Linked DNA regions of Mus musculus: region 1 is linked to region 2. Evidence: chromatin contacts called from public Hi-C data. All regions are on one chromosome and are shown on one strand. The core of a region is the stretch at or near the end of the contact, and the rest is flanking DNA. Distances in the headings are between cores, read along the strand shown. Region 1 has its middle 220 kb from the start of Gm23276. Region 2 has its middle 110 kb from the start of Gm23276.

What was found. A called contact is a pair of places that touch in the nucleus more often than the background predicts.
Region 1: a Hi-C map of cerebellum shows a contact between it and region 2, with 1.8 times the contacts expected there. The contact joins two enhancer-like sites. A contact is called at or near these places in 7 of 39 promoter capture datasets (the C10 cell line, the HPC-7 cell line, HPC-7-derived erythroid cells and 3 more) and 3 of 484 Hi-C or Micro-C datasets (the G1E-ER4 cell line, the HPC-7 cell line and cerebellum).

Annotation. Positions count from the first base shown.
Region 1 is chr14:97,555,933-97,561,045 of GRCm38.p6, forward strand. No RefSeq gene overlaps it. Among named protein-coding and RNA genes, the nearest start is that of Gm23276, 220 kb to the left of the region's middle. Within about 2 kb of position 3,854, at least 22 of the 459 cell types and tissues checked have an H3K27ac peak or open chromatin away from gene starts, as enhancers often do. A contact at or near this core is called in cerebellum, where this site is marked.
Region 2 is chr14:97,446,845-97,452,037 of GRCm38.p6, forward strand. No RefSeq gene overlaps it. Among named protein-coding and RNA genes, the nearest start is that of Gm23276, 110 kb to the left of the region's middle. Within about 2 kb of position 1,372, at least 3 of the 459 cell types and tissues checked have an H3K27ac peak or open chromatin away from gene starts, as enhancers often do. A contact at or near this core is called in cerebellum, where this site is marked.

The sequences.
Region 1 (5,113 bases), core at 2,604-5,103, 110 kb after region 2:
ACCCAGGTTTAATTCCCAGAACTCAACCTTTATCCTAGTTCAGGAAGATTTGGTCCAGACCTTTTTAACAGGTAATATCAGAATAACTACTAGTCTAATGCACACTACGATAGCTTGAGATTTGTCTATTGAAAATTTAACCAACTCAATGAAGGCTAAATACAGTATGATCAACAGGGATTTAAAGATTATGATCTTCATTCTGTATAAGATTCTCATTTTATTCATGGCCATGAACCTTATGCGTAGAACAATATGATCTGTCTTTTATGTTAATAGATTTGTTCCTCTCCTTCTGTTCTTGAGGACAGGAAATGACTAGGGAGAGTAATCAGAAGATAATTGTGGTAGTCAAGGTGACCAAGACTGATAACTGTCATCATGGTATCCGCATTCAAGGTGAAGATAGATTCCATGTAGAGTGTGAAGGTAGAGCTGGAATAGTTTTTGGTAGAGTTTGCTCAAGTGAAACAATTTAAGGAGAATTCCAATTTACTGGTAGTGACAGCTGTAATAATGGGGTTACCTTTTGTGTGTGTGTATGAAATATTGTAGCAAATTCAACTCACACACAATTTGTAAAAAAAAAAAAAAGTATACTATATCTAGCATGAGACTTGGGTCTTTCCAGTAGATATTTTATCCTAAACTACACAACGACAGTAAGCAGGCAAAAAGATGGAAAATTTTAGAGTACACCAGAGTAGTGCAGACTACCTCAGTTACCAAGGAGAAGCATCACTAAGTAAATGAGAAAAGAGTTTGCCATGATCACAAATACTCAAGATCATGGAAGGCTGGCTAATGAGTATAATGGAACTGGGGTTGACATGTATCTAGGAATACAAAGAAAAGGTTTAAAGAGACAAGAACAACCATGCTGATCAAATACAATTTGATTGAAGTCTGGCAGATGAATCTGATTATCGGGTTTAGGAAATTCCTTTGCTAAATGTATTTTAGCAAACAAGTTAGAAAAGAAAAATAGAAGCTTTGTTCAAATAAGTTTGGAGAAAACAGAAATAAAAATTGAACAAAACAAATTGGTTATGATAATAACTATTTCTGAGGAACTGTAATAAAGAACGGCTAATAGGGTAGAGACTAAGTGAGCACTAAATTTCACAAGAGAGTTGGGTTTTGGTTTCCTGTCAGATTTAATTCTGAGGCAAAGATCTAGTGAAGAGAGAAAATACATGATGATTTAGGTTAGAGGTTAAAGGAATGCTAGAAAGTGATTGCTGGAGAAACAGTATACAAGTAGGTTTCACACTACAGGAATATTATGTGAGGGAATGCTATGAAATACAGTAATAGAGGCCTCAGTGTCTAAAATATAAAGGACCAGAATGTGTAAACAGAAAGACCTCAAGCTAAACCAGCATGGCTTTAATTACAGTTTATCTTCCTGCAGGTAGGAGGATATTCTATCAACCACCTATGGAGCCCTTATCTGATATAGATGAGGAGTCATAAAGATGGGTGCCTCTGCAGGCAAGAGTCACTGACAACTAGAGCTGGCAATAGTATTGCAGCTGGACAAAGAAAATGTTTTGGGCCAAGAGGGAAAAAAGAAAGAAAAATAAAAGATACTGTCTCTAGAGTCTATAATATGAGGTCTGAAGATGAAAGCTTTGTTTAAAAAAATCACCATGACCCTTCACCCAGAGGCTGGGGATGGGGCGGGGGTGTTAAAACAGGTCTGGCAACAAGAACTTTCTGTTCATTTAAAGTAAGATGGGAATGATACAGGAGAAACTGTCAATGGGTCTCTCTCTGATAGGATAACAGCCATTGTCCCTGCAGTGCACGACAAAGCCCTTTGGAACCTAAGGTCTCCCAGGCTTATTTATACCACACTGGCTACTTGCTGTCAAATCCCCTGAGCACACTCTTGGACTAGAACTTTTTACAATCTGCTCTTTCTTGGAAAGCACTTACATCACAATATCCACCCCTGTAAACAGCTAGTTTCTTAGTGAATTTTTCTAAGCATCCTTCTTCTAACCACCCACCTTCTGCTCTGAGTCCTCACCAATTTGCTACTCTAGCTAGCGGTCTCACATTTCATTCCAATGCATTTTTTTAAAAAGATTTATGTATTTATTTTATGTGAGTACACTGTTGCTTTCCTCAGACCCACCAGAAGAGGGCATCAGATCCCATTACAGATGGTTTTGAGTCACCACATCCTTGGGAATTGAACTCAGGACCTCTAGAAGTGCTCTTAACTGCTGAGCCATCTCTCCAGCCCCCAGTGCATATTTTTTGACCTCTTAACTTATTTTTAACATGGTTTGTTTGTTTTTTAAGATTGCAGGGTACAAGAAGATAGGAATTTTTGTTGAGTGTATTTTCTGGTGATTAGAGAGGTGTCAAACACACACAAGAGTTCTCTTTCAATGTCTCACAAGCTACTGCTGCAAAAGCATTTCTTATAATTCCTATGTTGCTTAGAAAAGAATGCATGCTTCTCCTAGCCACATGATCTCTCATGGCACATGACACAGATTATTTTAATCATTTTTAAATATAGATCATACAACATCTGGAAGTGAAGGACTAGTGCCAAACCGCCAGGCTTCTATAACAGAAATGTGTAGTTGGAGCTTATATCTACTTACTTGCTACAGTAGTAAGTACAGAAGTACATTTATCATATTTACTAGAAGTATTTTTTTTCACTGCATTAATTTATAACTGGCTACGGAGAAGAAAATCAGATGGAAACTTCAGGATAATTCATAGAGTCAGCAGATTTTTGAATACCAACTAGATTCCTAACACTGTTTTGCATAAAAAGTGGAGTAGCAAATCATAGTGTGTGTGTGTGTGTGTGTGTGTGTGTGTGTGTGTGTGTGTGTGTGTGTGTTTGCGTGGTGTTTGTGTAGTGTGTGCTTGTGTGTGTCTGTGTGCCTGTGTGCCTCCGGAGGTCAGAAGTCAGAGTCAGGCATGAGGCTAGAGGTCCGAGTTAGCTACCCTCTACTGTTCACTTGGTTTACCTTAGCTTTGAAAATCTTTTTCTGCCTAAGTACATTTATAAGAAATTAAACAACACTCAAGGAACTGGCAACGAATCAACAATGTTAAGATTAGAGATCATATTCATATTTTAGTGTAAGCCCAAATCAATGGGATGAAAGAACAGGCAGTGTATTTTTAAGACATCCAAAATATTCATGATGATTAGTTATTTGCTAAATTATTATTTTAGTATGAATTAAATTGTTCCTTGACAGTTTCATACATGCATATTATACCTGCTGATCGCTATCTTCAGTTTTCCAGAAAAGTTGTCACTTACAATGATTTGTCTGGCTCGAAAGAAGCTCGCTCAGGATCCTCCTCACAATATAAAGGATGCTGGACATCTCAACTCATATCCCCATGCTTGCAGCCAGTTAACCATGTTAGCCCTGAAAATCCTAGTCCTAAATTCCTGCTATGAGGCACTTTCTAGTTGGTTCCATGTTCTCCTTTGTTCTTGGTTTGGTAAGAGAGCTTTCTTCCTCTTTTTTCCCCTCTTTCCTTTTTATTTTTTTCTCTTTCTTTCTTTCTTTCTTTCTTTCTTTCTTTCTTTCTTTCTTTCTTTCTTTCTTTCTTTCTTTCTTTCTTTTTTTTTTTCCTACTTACTTTTCAAGGACAGGTTCTGAGGTTATGCCTTCAGACAATCATCTAAGAGACAATGAACAGCAAAAGCCTCATGGGGTCTGAATACTAAGCAATGCAATGTTTAGTAAACGTTAAACAATGTTATGAGCTCAGGATTTCCTTTCAAGCCTGCAATTCACATCAGTAATGATCTCAGAAGAGGGACTGAGCTTTGAAACAAAGGAAAGTAGGGACACCTGCTGGAGTGACAGGGTGAGGAAACAGGAAGGGGCCCTGACAAAGGCTGTGGCATTTCTTCTAAGGTCACAGAGTAAACAGTCAGAAATTTTCAGACAAGAGGCTGGAACTGTTACCAAATGCTGAAGTAATTATTGGTTGCCCCTTTACTATCAAACATAAAAAGAATAATAAAGTGCAATTTAGCATTTGAAGTATTTAATTAAGTGTTAATTGAAATATAATATTTTTAGCTATCAATAATTACCGAATTTATGGAGAAATCCAATATCTTTTAAAGCATATTTTTGAATCAAAAATATATTGAAAAGGAATCTACTTTTTAAATAAATTAAATCTTACTGAAAAATTAGCAGACATAGTGGGGCTTCAAGAATGCCTATTATTTGATAAGCTTGTTTTATTTATTTTCCAGAGGATTTAGCAATTAGACAAATCTATAAGGAATGAGGGTGAGATCTCTGAGATCATGGTGGACGTGTTTTTCTCAGTTTGCCCATGCTGTGCTAAAAAGCTGTTGTCTAAGGCAAGGCAGCCAAAGAAAATACATTTCAAGGGAGGGGGAGTCCTGTGAATTTATGAGAAGTACATCACAAAGACAAATATTTCAGCCATGCAATTCTGTTCGGCCTTTTCTGCTATGTGTCCATAGCAAGTCAACGGCTAAATTGAAAAATCAATTCCAATTTAAATTATTGGAATAAAGAACACCAGGAGTCAGAGATAAAATGGCTTTGTTCTCTGAGATCCTTTTTAATTGGAAAGTTATTTCTTCAGGGTATTCTAATGGTTCTGAGGGAAGATTGCAAAATAAAGTTGATCGGCTGGGGGAAGGTTAATAGCTAATGTGCTTTCCTTGCTGCACAGCAGCCTCCTGTCTTTATGACGTCCCCCATCATATCTGGAAGCACTGAAGATTCTAAATCATCTGATACATGCAAGGACTGTATTTTCCCTTCGTCTTTGGGAAATCATCCTGAGGCTGGAACCCTGGCAGAGGCTGCTTCCTCTCGCAGCTTTTCCAGCTGGTCTCACTTTGCTTACAAATATCATATGGGATGCTTTTCTGCTCTCTCTCTCTCTGTCTCTCTCTCTCTGTGACTCTCTCTGTCTCTCTCTCTCTCTGTCTCTCTCTCTCTCTGTCTCTCTGTGATGCTATTAATAACTCTATCTTTTAATGATGAAGAAGGAAAGGAATATCTTTGCTGGTTTGACACAAACAGAAAGACAAAAACTCCTAAGAGTTATAGACTCAGTTAAACAG
Region 2 (5,193 bases), core at 122-2,621:
TGCGCAAGACTAGTGCATTAAAAATGGGCTGATGATGATTCTTTTTCTGATAACAGAACCAGTTTCTAGATACTCATAATAAACTAGGTATGCTATGTCCCTGGCAATCTTTAAGCTTTAGGAGCCAGACTGGAACTAATGACCACCCCACCTAGTGGACCAAGTCAGTACTAGTTGCCACTGCCACCAATCTACCCTTATGAAAAACAACTATTGTGGTACTGGTCCAACTGTTGGGGCTTTATTCAGACCCAAGGACCAAGAACCTGCCAGCTTCTCAGCTTGCCTGGTTTGATTTAATTGTTGATACTATTTTCAAGCTGATATATTGATCCTTTTGGTCTGTAATTCTATGGAATCCTAACTAAAACAGCTATAGATACATAAGAATTTTGTCATGTGACAAGATGCAATATATAAGTATGTTCTATTATACATAAATATTTGAACACTATTAATTTTATTATAATTTGAAGAGATTATCAAAGTGGTTTTAATATAATTAAAATGCTCATAACTTTCAATCCATTAATTATGGTTTGCTAGACTCATGTGATGCACCTACTAAATGTGTAATTTATATATTTCAAACTTATGAATTCTCTTAATAATTAATGTTAAAATTATCAACCATGACAAATATTTATCATATATTGGTCAATGAACAAATTAAGATACATATAATAATGTAAAGTTTAATAATATGATGTTTTCATAAAAATAAATTAAGGTACATTTAGATAAATGATTCAAATAAAATTATCATGTTAATAAACCAGTGAGGCACTTGTGGTTTTCAGACTTTTTGTCTGATAAGAAAAATGTCATTTTGTGAATATGAATAAATCAGTTTTAAAATTCTGCCATTTGTGTTCCTCACAGAAACAGAATCAATAGGATACACATACAATCAAAAATGTCAATAGTACCTGTACACATGTAGTGTGTGAACTTGCCTAGAGAGATATGAATTAAAGGGCTCTTCACATCAGACAGGTATTCTGGGACAGAATAAAAAAAAAATCCTTCCAAAGTCAAGTTAGTGAGGCTGTGAGTTCACTGTGACTCCTTACAGGATTATGGGCCAAAGGCAGTTATATCACTACAGAATTCTATTTGTCAATACAGTTCAGAGTTAACCATCTCTAGTTTAAATATGACATGTACAGTAGTCATCCTTCCATATCCTGAACCAAAGGAAGTCAGAGATGGTCTAATCAAGAGTGGCAAGCTTCAGGAAGGTCAGAGTTAAGAGCAAATTTGTGGGACTCACAAGTCTGGGTCATGAGAGGGCGACTTATGACAGGAAAATAAGCACATTTAAAGAGAGTGTAAGAAATGAGATAATAGTGTTTTCAAAAGCATTGCCAAATCTCACAATGATACATTTTCATGAAGCAGGATATAGAGTATGATGGTGGACATTCAGAGTGTTCACAGTGAGGCATGTTATCCTGAAAAAGAAATTCAGAAAAATTCAGGCACTGGGAATCAGAAAACAGATGCCTCGGAGATAGGGAAAAATAGGTTCAGATTAAATGGAATAGGAATGTAATGAGCCACCCATTAAAAGCTTGAATTTAGGGACAGAATTGACTCAAAAGAATTATGAACCCACCCCTCAAACTCAAAGAAGGCTCTAAAGTCATAAGCAAGATTCCTAAACATATATTCATTTTTAGTCATTTCAATGCTATTGCTTTGAAAAACAAAGATCACTGAGCCAGAGATCAGTGACGTGATGACACATTTCATTCTTTTGCTATGAACTGTGATTAAATCTGATGATAAAACTTAACTTTGTTCTAAGATAATACCTTCCTTTTTCTGTATCTTATGAGGAGTTTTTAAAGTCTGGACACCCACAGTTAGTCTATTAGAGATTGTCCTAAGTACCATTTTCTGTTTTCTCTCATTCTAGCAGGCAATGTTGGCACTGTGCTATTTTCCCAAAGATGTTATTTTAATGGACATTACACTGGTGAATTTGGCAACAACAACACACACAACAGATCTGGGAGGAAATGCGGCTGTTTCTATTGCAACTTTTGGCAGAGATACAGAACTTAGATTTACTATCCCCGAATGCCTCATCTGAATTGATTTTATTATTTTCTACAACACAGAAAGATGCTTTTTGTGTCCATAGGCCAAACTTTAACTCATGATCACCGTTATCCCAAAGGTCTTTCTACTTTAGATGCTTCTGGTCCTTAATGCTCCTGCAAGCACTTTAATACAATCATATAAAAAGAAAGAAAGTCACAACAAATGTTTGCCTTGCCTTGCTCCTACTCCAATGTATGCTTTAGGGATGTTTTTGATGCCAAATTCAGTGCCTTTGGAGTGGATCCCTAAAGACTTCTGAGCTTTCTACTCTATCTCTTTGAATAAATGAGACAGTTAGAATTGGCAAGACTAGTTCCTCAACTTTGAAGCCTCGGGGAATGAGAATACTCCTGTCTTCCTGGTCTCATCCTTTGAAGAGCTTCCTTTTCTGTCTTTTGTTGTTGTTTAAATATTGAAGCCCTAGGATCAGAAGATTTGATTGTGACTTCTTAATTCAACAACAATTTACTCTTTATATAATTTCAAAAAAATCATTTAGATTTCTTAAATATCTGCTTTTGCAGGCATGCGGACAAAATAATTCTAAGCTATCCGTTGGTATGAATAATGTAATAGCTGTTGAAGTGCTCTTGAAAGTGCAAAGAAAATTCTTAAATATTATCAATACTGCTTCCATCATGACTTATAGGTAACTGTGAGATTTAATATCAATTTCACCAAAGAATATGTATAATATAATGAATTTCTTCTTAATTGAATTAATAGACAATTTCCTTTTTACATGTTTCATATAATATTTGAAGGCTAAATACAGAGGAAATATTTTAACTAAAGGACTCTGTTTTAATTCCTTATCTTTAAAAGTATCATTGGAAATGTTGGACAACCTGGATAAAAACATATCATAGCACAATCTGGGTGATTATATATCTAAATAACTAAATGCTATGCTCAAAAAGCTACACTTCTATCTATAAGTATCCCTCAGTAATGTAGAATACATATAGCTTTATGAGAGTTATTTGTGTCCTTTGCTTTTGCACCTGAGGCCTAAATACTGAAAATGATTAGGAACTTTTTTGGAGATTAGTTGTTCTTTAAATGAATGTACCAAATATGCAAGTAAAATTTTAATATTTAATATATATCATTACAGCTATTCTATGACACTTGTAAACTTAAGTAACATGTCAGTTCCCAAGAAATTTCAACATTGCATAGTCCCATGCATAATAGTTTTATATCTTACTAGGTTTAGTTCTGCTCAGTAACTATCCAGTGGATTTTTATAATATTTTGAAAAAGTTACTATCTCACTCTAGCATGCATTATATGGCTGGCAATGAAATAAGCAGAAAGAATCTCAGGGTTCTTGTCTGCACTTAGCATCCTAGATCATCATCTGTAAACAACTCGGAGACCAGGTCTCTCAAAAGAGACAGTCTTTTCACTATTCGTGAACTGGACTTATGTGGAATTAGTTCTGAACAACATGAAAGCTGAAAAGAGCAGCTTAAAGGAAAGTTAACATGTTTCTGTGAAATATTTTTTTAATATAAAATGTATAACACACATTTACTTTAACATAGTCCTCCAACATACACTGCTGAGAACTGCTTTAAACATTTTCTTTTGTACGCTGTAATTGTAAAGCTTGCTTTAGGTTAAAAAGAAAAAGAAAATACAAATATTGTGGAATAATATCATGTCAAATGAGAGCTGTTGTCGGAAAATACAGACGAGTCTATCGTCTGCAGATGTTTGCTCTGAAGAAGCCACCCATGAAGATCAGAGTGACATTGAGTTGGCTTCTGCCAGATGGACATTGTAGTGCCTACTGGGCATCAAAAAGGAGGCAATGCCAAAAGAAACCATTATATGACGGTGAAAAAAATGTTGAAACACAGGTGTACTTAAGCACCTCTCCAATGCATGGGTCCAGATTTTATAGGAGACAGAAAAGTTCATAACAAAGCACTACTTCCGTGCCAATTAAGGAGCTTGAATTTTATGCTGAACATAATAAGGAATTCACAGTAAAAATAACAAAGAAAATGATATTATTAGATTTGCATTTCAGAAAGAAAACTGGCAGAGGCAGGTGATCTGTGGGCCAAGCATAGTGAAGCTGTCAGAGTCTCTGCCAGAGTAGGTCCCTTCTCAGAGTAGCTGCAGTTCATACACTGGACTGTACAATAGTAAGATGAAAATTTATACTGGCTAGGTCACAGAAACGCAAAGGTTTACCAGTTACAATAACTAGCACTATTACACTAAGAAACAGAACTTTAGAGTTGAAAGCTATCAAGTACAACATGACTTTGGGGTTTTCTTTGTTTGTTTCTTTTTTTGCAGGGTGGAGTGTTTTTTCTTGGTGATTTTGTCTTCTTTTTTTTGTCTTGTTTTAGCCAATGGTTAGACTATAAATAGAAAAAGGGAAGATTTTTGAACAATTTTTAGTAGATTAACACAATATATGAGTAATAGAGGCTACATAAACATAGGTTTGCACATTAGAAAAAATATTTTTAGATGATAGATAAGAAAAAAGTGAAAGGCAGCAAAAGATTCCAGTACTAAAGATCGGGTTGAGGACTTAGCCTCCCAAACAGCACTCTTATCTGAGTCTCAACAATGCTAATGTAGAATTATAATATTGTAACATATAAATATATACAGATAAATACATAATATTTATTGAAATATATCAATACATTTACATACCAATGGATAATTACATCATATGTATTTACCAATGACTAAATATCATATACACACACACATATGTATATGTATGTGTATGTGTATGTGTATGTGTATGTGTATATATGTATGTATGCCACACTTTCTAATACTGTAATACTGTCTGTCACACCTCCTTGGTCTGAACATATTCAAAAATCCACAAGGGTCCATATAACAATGTTGGAGAAACTCATTTTCATTGTTTTACAGATCTGGAGGCTAGAAAGTAAATCAAGACAGCTGGTTACTACAGAGGGCTGTGCATTAAAAAAATATGTTTCAGGACTTTTTGCTTTTAGCCATCCTTTTGTACAAGGCAGCAGAATTCCAGTAGTTATCTGAAATTCTACATGATTGTGTATATTGACAAATTGCCCT